Linked DNA regions of Sus scrofa: region 1 is linked to region 2. The links are chromatin contacts, called in public HiChIP or PLAC-seq maps. All regions are on one chromosome and are shown on one strand. Each heading gives the region's core, a stretch centred on a gene start, on an enhancer-like site or on the middle of the called end of the contact. The rest is flanking DNA. Distances are from core to core; before and after follow the strand shown. Region 1 has its middle 47 kb from the start of SLC25A33. Region 2 overlaps SPSB1 (SPRY domain-containing SOCS box protein 1).

Region 1 (6,359 bases), core at 373-2,872, 150 kb before region 2:
AAGCCCATCCTTCATCCTGAAGAAGGGCGAGCAGCCGGAGCAGAGTGAACCATCTCAGCAGGGCAGTGGGGCCTGTGGACTCGAACAGCTGGCTGGCTGGTCCCTTACAGGACAGCTGTGGGGCTTGGGGATGACAGGCGCTCTGGAGAACAAGGCAGAAGTCTGGCCTTGGTGGCGTTTCCAACTGAGGGGGGCTGCCTCGTTCCAGAAGTGACCTCTTTCTGAGAGCAGAGCCCACTGGCCCGTGATGTGCTCCTGCTTCTAGAATTCCACCTGTTCGTTTTCCGAAGAGCGAGTCAGCACTCATGAGGGAGGGGTCAGCCTCTGAGTTGGGCTGTCCTCTGAGGTTCCCTCAAGACCCCCTGGGGCCCTCAGGCACATTCCCTGTGGCTGGTGCTCACAATGAGGTCAGTGCTCCAGGCAGAAGGTCCTGGACCTGCCCCTCTGGGAGCCTGTCCCCTCTCCCTGGTGGAACGAGAGGCCCTTCAACCAGAGTCAGGTTTCATTGTGTTACTTTTCCTTCCGGAACAGATTGTTCATTCAAAGGCAGGTGTAAAGCCTTGATCGGCCCCCACCGCCCCGCCCCCGTGCTCTTGGGCCCAAAGACGAAGCCTCTGCCTGGTGAATGAGCAGGAAAGACACTTGTTCCATCAGTGGCCCAGTACCGATGTGAGCTTAGTCAGAGACTCGCCTGCAGCAGACGCAGACTTGACAGTGGCTAAGAGCAGGACTTGAGCCAGGCTGCTGGGGTACAAACGCACTCTGCCACTCAGCAGCTATGGGACACTGGGCACCTTAACCTCTCTGTGCCCTGTGGCCCCAGCTTCCGTGAAATGTGATAATAACAACACCAGCCCTGTGGAGCTCTTAAAAGAATAAAAGGCTTAGCATTTGTTGGCACAGCAGGTTCTCTAAGTTCTTGTGGCATAAACTAAATCCGGGAGGTGCTGTTTAGGGACCCTGGCTCTCCCGTTCTCCGCCCTGTGCCAGGACACTTTGTCACTGTGCCCGTCTGGCATTTTGTTGTTTTTAATTTGTATTGCTGTTGTTGGGTCCGGGGTGGGCACTGGCCCCCACACCGCCTCTAGCCCAGTGCCTGGTTTCTGAATATTTGATAAACGAATAAGGCAATGAAACACTCCCTTCTCCCAAATTAAGAGACCATTACTGGAAAAAAAAAAAAGAATCTCTGAGAAGCAACTTTTTTTTTTTCTTTTTGCCTTTTTTAGAGCCACATATGTGGCCTATGGAAGTTCCCAAGGTAGGGGTCGAATTGGAGCTGCAGTTGCCGGCCTACACCACCGCCACAGCAATGCAGGATCCAAGCCGCGTCTGTGACCTACACCACAGCTCACAGCAAGGCCAGATTCTTAACCTGATGAGCCAGGCCAGGGATCAACCCGCGTCCTCATGGATACTAGTCGGGTTCGTTAGCACTATGCCACAGCAGGAAGTCCTGAGAAGCAATTTTATTGGCCACACTTGCAGCATGTGGAAGTTCCTGGGCCAGGGATGGAATCTGCTGTAACCAGAGCCACAGCAGTGGTGACGACACCAGAGCCTGCTGAGCCACAAGGGAAGTCCTCTGAGAGGCAAATTTTAATGGTAATTCCCCCAAAGACTAGGTCCCGTGCTTCTCCACTGGGGCAGCTGGGTCTGGTTGGGAATGTGTAGGGTTGCTGAGTGACCCTGGTGGCAGCACATGGAACATACTGGGGCTTCAAACAGAGGCAGGTGGTGGGTAAGTGGCTTGCCTTCTCAGAGGGGGAGACTCCCAGCCTACCAGACCCTGAGGTGCTGACCCCAGGAGAGAGGCCAGCTGTGGGTCCCCCTAGTACAGCCTGGAACAATGGGGACCGTCCTTCCTGATTACGTCCTGGGATGGGCCAGGTTACTAGAATTAGGGCCCAGGTCCACTGGGGAAGGTAAATGCAGCTCCAGGAGCACGGAGTGTCCAGAGAGGCAACTTTTGCTCCCTGAGAAGTAACTGGAAGGACTGGCAGGGGAAGGAGACCCCTGGGGGCCAACGAATGTTGCCTGTCCCTGGGGGAAAGGCATGGTGCATCTTCATCCCCAGCCTCAGGCTATCGGGTTCTCAAACATTCCTGAGTCACCCAGCTGGCCGCACCCCCTCTGTTCACACCATAACTACCATCCAGAGGGGTGGTCCCTCCTGGGAGATCCAGGAGTAAGGGAAATTGTGCCTGGGAGGCTCCTTGCCCCACCCTGCCAACGTCACCTCCCCCGGCCGCTCTGTTCACGGAGGCCCAGACACTGAATCAAAGTGCGTGGAGCCAGCTGGCGAGAGGCGGACAGAGGCCTGATGTCGTTGCCTTGGCTGGTCTGCAGATTGGCACCATGGGTGAGGAAGGGGAGACAACAGATGACCCCCTCTGACAGCCTCCAGGCTCTCGCATCTAAAGACAGGCAGGTGCCACCATAGGAAGCCTTAGACAGGCTTGGGTGGCGTCTAAGGGCCTGACTGGGGTCACCCCGGGCTGGAGAGAGACCTACGTGCTCCCCACCATCAGCAGTGGTGTCAAGGCCTCCCCGTGAGCAAGTCCCATCTCCCTTATCCCGCCTTCCCCCCACCACGGGTGAGGGTGGGGTGCCGCCCCGGGAGGAGGGGAGGGCCCCAGAGTCCAATCTCAGCCAAAGGACCAGTCAGTGAAAGGTTAGAAATTGCATCCTGAAGTACGGACAGAGTGGATGAAGCCTGCTGCATACATTTCCACTCTGGGGGTTCCCGGCGGCACAGTGGGTGAAGGTCTGCTGTGACTCGGGTTGTTGGCGTGGCTCGGGTTAGATTCTTTGCCCCAGAACTTCCATATGCCTTGGGCACGGCCGCAGAAGAGGAAGGAGGAGGAGAAGAAGGAGAAACAAACTCTTTATCGTTGGGGAAAAGTTGGGATATAAGCTCTTTAGAACAGTGTTCCCAGGATTTTCGTTCTTTCATTCATTTAACAGACAGGTACTGAAGCCTCCCTGCGGCCCCTGTACGGGTCAGCGGGGAGCCAGGCACAGACTTGGCCCCGAAGGATCCCTGTTTGGGTGGTGGCGGGGGGTGGGGTGGCGGAGAGGAGACAAGGGCAGATAATGAACAACAGTGTGCAGGCCAGCGCTGTGACTGAACCACACCCAGGGCCGAGGGGAGCCCGAGGGACGAGGTTTTCAGTTGGAGGAGAGGCGGGGCACGGAGTCGGGGAAGGGTTTTTGGAGGAGGTAATGTCTGGATGGAGGGGTGAAGATGAATGGTGTTTGAGTGTTGGGTGGGGGCGATGAAAGCACTCTGGGCCGAGGAGACAGCAGGAGCAGAGACCCCAAGGGCGGGAAGAGCTGCAAGTGTGTGTGTGTGTGTGTGTGTGTGTGTGTGTGTGTGTGTGTAATGCGGCTAGCATGTTAAACAAGAGGCAGGGGGTACGAGGGACGCAGGAGGAGGGAGGCAGGGCTGGATCAGGGAGACCGTATGTTCCTTGCTAAGGGGTTGCATTTTATCCCGTAAGCAGTGGGAGGATGTGAAAGCAGGGGAGGGAAATATGCCACATGTATTGTTTCAGTCTTTTTCAGTTGCATGTTATAGAAACCCAGTTCCAACTAGCTTGAGCACAAAGGGATGAATGCTCTTGGCTTTCAAAAATGAAATGTCTAAGGAGTTCCTGTGGTGGCTCAGGGGTAACGAACCCGACTAGTATCCTTGAGGATGCAGGTTCGATCCCTGGCCCTGCTCAGTGGGATAAGGATCCGGCATTGCCGTGAGCTGTGGTGTAGGTCACAGATGCTGCTCGGATCTGGTGTTGCTGTGGCTGTGGCTAGGCTGGTAGCTGCAGCTCTGATTCGACAACTAGCCTGGGACTTCCATGTGCTGCAGCTGTGGCCCTGGAAAAAAAAAAAAAAAAGAGAGAGAAAAAGAAAGAAATGCCTAAGGACAGTCCCACCTTCAGGCTGAGCTGGATCCAGGTGCTCAGGTAATGTTGACAAGAACCAGCCTCCTATCGAAACTGAGTCCTATGATTAGTTTATAATTAAAATTCATACCTGGGTTTCTGTTCTTGGTCTTCTTATTTCTCTTGTCCTAGCCCTGACCTGTTGGACCGCATGTTTGCTTAATCAGTAAGGAGCAGTGAAGATCAGGTGCCTTGAGCCATAGTCTTCTGATTAGCATCACTGTTTATGTGATGTTCTGAGTTATCTTCCAGAGCAAGATCACCTGTACAGATTATGGTGACATTGACACCCCCATCCCAGTTCATAGACCACCAGGCCAAAGATGCATAGATAGCAGAAGATTAAGATGATTAGCCCTGGAGTTTCTGTCATGACGCAGTGGAAATGAAACGAATCTGACTAGGAACCATGAGGTTGCAGGTTCGATCCCTGGCCTCGTTCAGTGAGTCAAGGATCCGGCGTTGCCGTGAGCTGTGGTGTAGGTCACAGATGTGGCTCGGATCCTGTGTTGCTGTGGCTGTGGCATAGGCTGGCAGCTGTAGCTCCAATTAGACCCCTAGCCTGGGAACTTCCACGTGCTGCAGGTGTGGCTCTAAGAAGAAAAACAAAAACAAAAACAAAAAGCCCCAGCTCTTTTGTCCTCCCCTTTAGAAATCTCTACTTCAGAGGTCAGACGGAGTGGATCTGAGACTTGTCTCCCATTGCCTTGCTTGGCGCCCTGCAAGAAATCCTTGCTTTGTTGCAAACTCTCACTTTCAGAGTTTGGTGTTCTGAGTCTTCAGCACATGAGCCCTTTGCTTGGATTCAATGCTCTGTCTCTGCTTTCCTCCGGGGGGTTCTTCCCCAGGTGGGCACTCCTTTCACAGTGGCAAAGGCGGCTGCCAGCAGTTCCAGTCTCCCATTCTGCTGATCTGGTGAGCCAAGCAGAGAGCGTGCTCCAGAAGTCCTGTGGCTGCTCTCATTGGCTGGGATTGAGTTGCAAGCCCATCTCTGAACCAATCGCGGTGACGGACTTGGGTCATGTGCCTGCCCCTGCACACTGGGCAGGGGTGGGGTGGAGTGAGGAGGGGGGTGAAGGCTGCCCAACCTCATGGATTGAAGGGAGGGTGAAGCGCTTCCCCAAAGTAAGATGTGGGTGCTACGATCAGCAGAAGCGCAGCTAAATATGGCAGCAGGTGTCTAGTTTCGTACTGAATGACTCCATGTATCTGAAATGTCCAGAATAGGTAAAACCAGAGACGGAAAGCAGATTGGTGGTAGCCAGGGGCTGGGGCTGGAGGGTGGGGACAGGGATTGATGGTTTGGTTGCTAGGGGTTCCCCTTGGGCCTGATAACCATGTTTTGGAACCATGTTTGTGGCTGCACAGCACTGCGAATGTGCTAAACCCGCTGAGTTGTTCACTTTGTAGTGGTTAATTGTGCTATGTGAAACCCACCTCAGTTAAAATAAAAAACACAAAACCAGAGTTCCCATTGTGGCTCAGCAGTGACAAACCCGACTAGTATCCACGAGGATGCAGGTTCGATCCCTGGCCTTACTTAGTGGGTTCAGGATCTGGTGTTGCCGTGGCTGTGTTGTAAGCTGGCAGCTGTAGCTCTGATTCGACCCCTAGTCTGGGGACTTCTATATGCCACACATGCAGCCCTGAAAAAAAAAGGCAAAGAACCCCAAAAAACAGAAGAAATCAAACCAAAAAAAAACCCTCAAAAATGGAAAAATATTGGATGTCTATTTCCAGACCTGCTGAGATGTTTCCTCATTCCACCCAGCTGCACCTGTGGCATATGGAGGTTCCCAGGCTAGGGGTCAAAACCAGCCTATGCCACAGTCACAGCAATGTGGGATCTGAGCCGAGTCTGTGACCTACACCACACCTCATGGCAACACCGGATCCTTAACCTACTGAGCGAGGCCAGGGATCAAACCTGCATCCTCATGGATGCTAGTTGGGTTTTTTAACTGCTGAGCCACAATGGGAACTCCCTTTTCTTTTCTTTTCCCCCTGCTCTCTCCCTTCTTAAACCTCTGAGGGTTTGGGACCGGCAGTAGACTTTAAGCCAGAGGTAATTCTGGGCATGGCCACTGCCCAAGCCACTGCCCACCGCAGCAGCCCTGGAGACCTGGGTGGTTGGTCCAGAAGCTGAGCTCATGTGTTTTCATGAGACCTGCTGGAGCGGGCTCCAGTGAGGTGCCAAGGACGTCTTGTTCACCAGCTGTACCTGTTTTCCTCCCGGCTTTGGGTGGTGGAAGGGGGCTGTGCTGCGTGGGGTGTGAGGCTGAAGTCGACTGTTCCCAAAGGCTCGGAAGCTGGATTTCCATCATCACTTGGCACCAAAGATGCGCAGAGGCCGCCGCTGTGAAAGGGCTGGTCTCGGGGAAGAGCTGTTGGTGCTGGAATTGTGAAGGGGAAAGG
Region 2 (6,132 bases), core at 2,350-4,849:
ATCCTCGCCACTGCCCCTCCCCACTCGGTTTTCCAAGAAAGAATGCGTCTGGTCTGGCCCCAACCATGCTGGCCCCGAAACGAGGAGAACAGACTTGTCCCAAACACATTGTCTGGCCTGATGTCAGCTCTAAGAGGTTAAGGGTCACAGGAGTTATCATCACGGCCAGTTGTGGCTCTGAGGCAGTCACGCCCGTTCCCAGGGAGCGTCTGGGCGCCGGGGGATGCTGGCCGCCTCCTCCTCCACCGGGAGCCACACACAAAGTTCCCTTTATGGGAACAAGGCGGGCCGGGCACTGGCAGTTGCAGCCTCAGGGAAACCCAGGTTTGGGTTTTCTCCGAGGGCACAACTGGGCCTTTGTCTTGACTTTGCCCGTCCCCACCCGAGCTGGCCTCCTCACTGGGGACACGGCGCCCAGGACCTAAGCCCCTCAAAGCTGACCCTTCCAAGGCTGGGCACCAAGACACACCCCAGAAGACAGCCAGGGTCATGCACAGGCACTGAGTGTGACCCACGGCCTCCACTAAAACCTCACCAAGGACCTACTATGTGCCAAGCAAGGGATGGTAGCAGAGGAGGAGGACCACAGATGTGGCAAAGCCAATTTGGCCAAAATTCACTGATGCCAGGCACTGCTGAAAACCCCACTCTGTGCAGACCCTGTGCCTGCCCTGGGTCCCCGGCAAAGCGCTCTCCTCCTGGAGTCCAATCCAGTCGCACCCAATGCACCAACTAGCTAAGGAAAGATCTTTCTTTTCTCATTTTTTTTTTTGGCCGCACCTGCGGCCCAAGGAAATTCCCAGGCCAGGGATTGAACCTGTGCTACTGCAGCGATTGCAAGGACAATGCTGGATCCTTAACCCGCTGCATCACAGGAGAACTCCGCACCAACTAGCTAAGAAAAGCATGAACACTTGATTATCCACAGGGATTCGCTCCCCTCCTTTGGCACACGCAAAAAGGATAGGCCTAAAAAAAACTCTAGGAAAGAAAGCAATGAGAAAAAACTTAGGCATTGCCACTGAATGGAGCAATAAGGCTGCTTGGAGTTGGGATCTAGACGGCCAGGAGAGCTGGTACACACTGAGCCTGCACGGGACCCCCTCTTTGGGGTCCGTGTCCTGGTTCTCCTTCCTGCAGGAGAAGTCCCCCCACATCTCCCACTGGCCACAGGGAAGAAGGATCCACGAGGAGGGAGGGAAGAGGCTCACGGTCCCACGGACCTGCAGTCCCACACTCGGTCCCCGTGGTCTGCAAGCATCGCAGCAGAAAGATACTGCTCATCGCCTCGGGAGCCCAGCAGCAAGATGCCGATGGTGTGGACGTAGTACTGTCTCGCTGAGGCCCGGCAGGCCTTGAAGATCTGCAAAGGCCACTTCCCCAGGGCCTGCCCAGCTTGGGCTCTCGGTGCCCAAAGATCCAGGGGCAACCAGGGGTGAGGAAGAACCCACCTCCTCGGAGGGAGAGGGGGTCTGTGTCCTCCTGTCTCTGCTTTGGGCTCCTCTGGAATCCACGAAGCCTACACATGAAGCCCAACGCAAGCCCGCAGACAGGGTTCCAGGCCCAGGTGAAGGGCGAGGCTGCCCAGCACTGACTCCGGGTACCGGGCAACCCTGACGCGTGGACCTTCAGGGTCAGCCTCGCGCCCGGGTCCCACGCAAGCCTCTTCTGAGATCCGCCACGATCTCTGCCAACAGGCCCTGAGGGACGGCTCCCCAAGCCAGCCAGGGGGTGGGGGTGGAGTGGGGACGGAAAAACCCCAGGGATTCTGCGGAAGGAACATCTGCGCCCGAGCCAGGCAGAGGGGCTGGGGGCCGGAGAGGGGCCAAGCGGAGCCGCCAGCACCCCACCCCCGGCTCCAGCCCAGCAGGAATTAGTCTGTTCCATCTAGACAGTCAAAGCCGCCAGCCCAGCCAGGGCACTTCACGGGAGCGGAAAAGGTCGGATGCTCAGACGGAGGGTCGGCAGTGTGGATTTCCCCCTTCGGAGGTGGCCAAGGGGGGAGGGCGCTGGAGGCGCGCATCCCAAAGAAGCTGCAGCAGAGGCCAAAAGTCCTCGAAGGCAGGGGCGGGGGGAACTGGCCACCTGCCCCCACACAGTCGCTGCCCCTCCACAGACAGCATCAAAGAGTGACGGCCAGACACTGTCACCACGGGGAAGGTCACACGTGGGTCAGTGCCGGCGGCACGGGAAGGGAGGGACCTATTTCCAAGGCCCATTCAGGAACCTCTCTGCAAACCCAGACGTCTGACGTGGCCAGACAACAAAGGAAAGGGGGCTGGGGGGGCTGGAGGTGTCTGATGGTCCAACACGGTGCTCCCTCCATCACGCCCCCCCCCACTGCACCTCGGCTGCCTATTGACCATCCGAGTGGCCAGGACCGGACATACACTCCCACCCACACTGGCTCTTCCGGACCCTCTGGAATATTCTGCCAATTTTCACCCTCAGGGGAACCAGAGGTGGTCAGACCAGGACCCCAGAATTTGGTCCAGGACCCCAAAAGCACATCTGTCCCCAGCAATTATGCCCATTCTCGCAAGGCTTTAAGGAACACGCATCACCCTGGGTCTTATTTGCAGACACCCTTGTCCATCAACCATCAAGCCAGGACTTTGAAATCCCACCTGCCAACAGCTCAAGTCACATACAAACTGGGGAGGAGTCACGCATGAGAATCTGTCGACAACCTGTGAATGTGAGAGACGGGACCTGGGTTCGAACCCCCCTTTTGACCCTTCCCCGGCTATGACCTGAGATTTTTGGGGCCTCAGCTTCCCCAACTGCAAAACGAGGACAATAAACCCTGTCTGTCTCACAGCAACAGCATGAGGGTTCGAGGGACGATGTGAGGGTTGGACACCAGGGCACACACATCCCAGTGCCTGGTCTACACTGAGTGCTCGCGAGGAAAAGCTCCGGAGACGGGTTCAAGACAGAGGAGGAGGAGGAGTCAGGCTCCAGGGACTAAGTCCCAGGGGTCTGGGTCATTAATAAGGAGCCATTCAGGAGTGTCCGTCGTGGCACAGCAGAAACGAATCAGACTAGGACCCATGAGGTTTCGGGTTCCATCCCTGGCCTTGCTCAGTGGGTTAAGGATCTGGCGTTGCCGTGAGCTGTGGTGTAGGTCACAGACACGGCTCGGATTTGGCGTTGCTGTGGCTGTGGTGTAGGCCAGTAGCTGTAGCTCTGATTGGACCCCTAGCCTGGGAATTTCCACATGCCAAGGGTGCGCCCCTAAAAAGACAGGAAAAAAAAAAAAAGCCATTGATACCCTCATAGGATGGGAGCTCAGAGAGGGCCCCATGCTATTCTCAGGTTACCTGTACAACAGACTCATTGCGGCTGCTCCCAAAGAGGGTGAGAGGCCACAACAAATAAATGACTGGTGAGACCCCAGAACGGGGCCACACACCGTGGTCACCTGGTTGGCAGTGCACATTGGCACTGACCTTGCTGCTGCTACCTCCTGCTCTGCCCATCACCTGCCCCTGGAGGTACCCGCTGCTGCTGAACAAACCTCTCCCATGAACGCGGCAGTGCCCCCATCCTGTCTCTCATGACTCGGCCTGACTCACACCTCAGCATCGCTGACATCAGGCTGGCTCCGGCGTCCACAGCTCGCTCCAGCGACCATCAGCAGCTTCTTACAAAATGAGGAAGCTTCCTCTCGATGGGTCGCAGACATGATGAAATACCAGCATTAACGAGCAGCCCGCGTCTGTCTCTGGCGGTGGAGCACGAGCTTCTGGCGTGTCTGTGTTACCCATTCCTGGCCCAATAGTGAGGGTTCACGAAAGGTCTGAGAACCTGGCTGCTGTATCGCCTCCTGGCGGGTACCAAGATGATGACCCACAGGTCGGGGCGAGTTTAGAGCAAGTCCAGGGCCTGCTCTCCCCCCAAGAAAAGGCCCTGGTACTGGGAGGCCCCTCCGTGCCACCCCGGATATTTGGAATTCCTCTGCACACACGTGCTTTCTTTGTAAAGACGGTCTGGCTTCCCCCTCCATGTACCACTAACCCAGAAACCCGACACTGCAAAAGATCAGCTAAGCCCAAGGAATGCAAATGTTTAAGGCCCACCGCCTGTGATGCCTCTGCAGACTAAACTGAGGAGGTTTAAGAGCTTTTTTTCAGCTGTGTGTGTGTGTGTGTGTGTGTGCGTGTGTGTGTTTTCAAAGGAAAATAGGACTATCTCCAGTACCTGTAACTATCCTGCTGCCTTTTTCAGCCAGTCAGTCCCACTGCCCTGGCCTGGGGAGTGGGTCAGAGACTCAGGAATTGAGCTGTGAACAGAGCAGAGAAAAGCCTCATTTTTTTTTTTTTCGGCTACACTGGTGGCATGCAAATGTCCTGGAGCCAGGGATCGAACCCACGCCATGGCAGTGGAACGCTGGGTCCCTAACCTGCTGTGCCACCTGGGAACTCTGCAAGATACCTAATTTGAGAGCGGGGGAGGGTCTTCCACTGGAGCTCGGGGGGCGGGGGACCCCTCCCCGTCATCCCCACATTTCAGGAACAGAACTTCCTGTAATTCCGTTCCACGAAAACCAACCGCCATGGGAGGCGTGGCTTCAAAAACACCAGTGACGTAAGCGAAAAGTCCCCACGAGGAAACCAGAGACACGGGGCCCACCCTCCAGGGAACCTTCAAAAGGAAGGCTGATGTGACACAAACGAGCTTATCTACAAAACAGACTCGCAGACACAGAGAACAGACTTGTGCTTGCCAAGGGGGCGGGGGTGGGGGGGGATGGACAGGGAGTTTGGGATGAGCAGATGCCAACTATTATACACGGAAGGGATAAAGAACGAGACCCTATGGTACAGCACAGGGAATTATATTCCATATCCTGTGATAAACATGATGGAATGGAATAGGAAAAAGAATGTCTATATGTGCATAACTGAGTTACTTTGTTATACAGCAGAAATTAACATTGTAAATCAACTACACTGCAATAAAATACATTAAAAAAAAAAAAAACACGCAAGGTCAGGATCAGCATGAGTAGGGGACAGCCATGCAGGGGTGATCAAGTGATGGCTGCAGAAGACTCGGCGGATTCAGCCCCACTGTATTCCAGGGACCATCTCGGGCACCCGGGGATGCTGAACTAAGTACATGGAGTTCTGGCCCTCGTGGAGACAGAGAGACAACCCCAGCCTAGGAGCTGATTAGATCAAAGCTGCTAATGTTTCCATGGTCAATAAAGAGGCTGGCTGGCGTAGTCCTTCATTCACTCCTGTGACAAGTTCCCACAAGCGCCCCCCACCACCAGGTCCCAGCCAGTGTGCTAGGCAGGCAGACACAGGACTCAGCCGTGACAAACGAGATCTTGCCCTGGAGGATGTTTCAGCGACTCCCCCACATCCCTTTCACATCCCTGTGGCGCCTCCTGGATTCTCTACAAGCAGGCAGGCCAGGTACGGAGCACAGGACCAGCCCTGGCTCCGAATCTCCAGGGTCCTCTGTGAGGCGGGGTGAATCCACCTGGCTGGGGAAGGGAGGGAGGGAGGAAGTATTGCGGCCTAACCCTAAAGATAGAAAGGCACCCAGCACCCAGCGGGTGGCCCGAGAGTGACAAGAATGGTTAATGATCACCTTCCCATCCATCTTGTTCCTGCTGTAACCCCCTGCCTAGAACAATGGCCCAGACATAGTGGGTGCTCGGTAAACATTTATAGAAGAAGCTTTCTGCTATGAAAATTTTAAAGGGAGATAAAGAGAGACCAAAGTTTGGGGGGAGGGTGCCCAGAAACAGTGAGAAGCAGACACCAACCTGGACAGCTGGAGTCCTTGGCAGGCAACCCCGGCCCTGTCCTGGGCAGGTGAGTCTGGCCACCACGACAGAAGTCATTTGGCCCAAGGGGCTTGAAGTATGGATTCCCTCCCACCCTCCTGAGGAGAGTCCTATCTCTGACCCCAGGACCAGGCGGGCAGGTGGCCGGTCCAGGGCCAGGCCCAGCCAGGGTCCTTCCAGGAGGCCTGGGGCTGGGTGCTTGGACTGCGGGTGCAGACAGGGAAGCTCACTCCAACTGGGCTGTCCTGCCTCCACCTACCACGCTGGGCAGTGCTTTGAAGCCCATCCCCACCCACCCACCCAAGCCACACTGGACACATCTGGGGCTG

Evidence for each region. HiChIP or PLAC-seq counts read pairs in DNA pulled down with a chosen protein or histone mark.
Region 1: a contact with region 2 is called in an H3K27ac HiChIP or PLAC-seq map of alveolar macrophages. The contact joins two enhancer-like sites. A contact is called at or near these places in 1 of 47 Hi-C or Micro-C datasets (embryonic fibroblasts) and 1 of 2 datasets of contacts at active chromatin or transcription factors (alveolar macrophages).

The regions. Positions count from the first base shown.
Region 1 is chr6:69,884,509-69,890,867 of Sscrofa11.1, reverse strand. No RefSeq gene overlaps it. Among named protein-coding and RNA genes, the nearest start is that of SLC25A33, 47 kb to the left of the region's middle. Within about 2 kb of position 1,622, at least 10 of the 83 cell types and tissues checked have an H3K27ac peak or open chromatin away from gene starts, as enhancers often do. A contact at or near this core is called in alveolar macrophages, where this site is marked.
Region 2 is chr6:69,739,963-69,746,094 of Sscrofa11.1, reverse strand. The region is part of intron 2 of SPSB1 (SPRY domain-containing SOCS box protein 1); the gene reads right to left. Among named protein-coding and RNA genes, the nearest start is that of SPSB1, 22 kb to the right of the region's middle. Within about 2 kb of position 3,599, at least 25 of the 83 cell types and tissues checked have an H3K27ac peak or open chromatin away from gene starts, as enhancers often do. A contact at or near this core is called in alveolar macrophages, where this site is marked.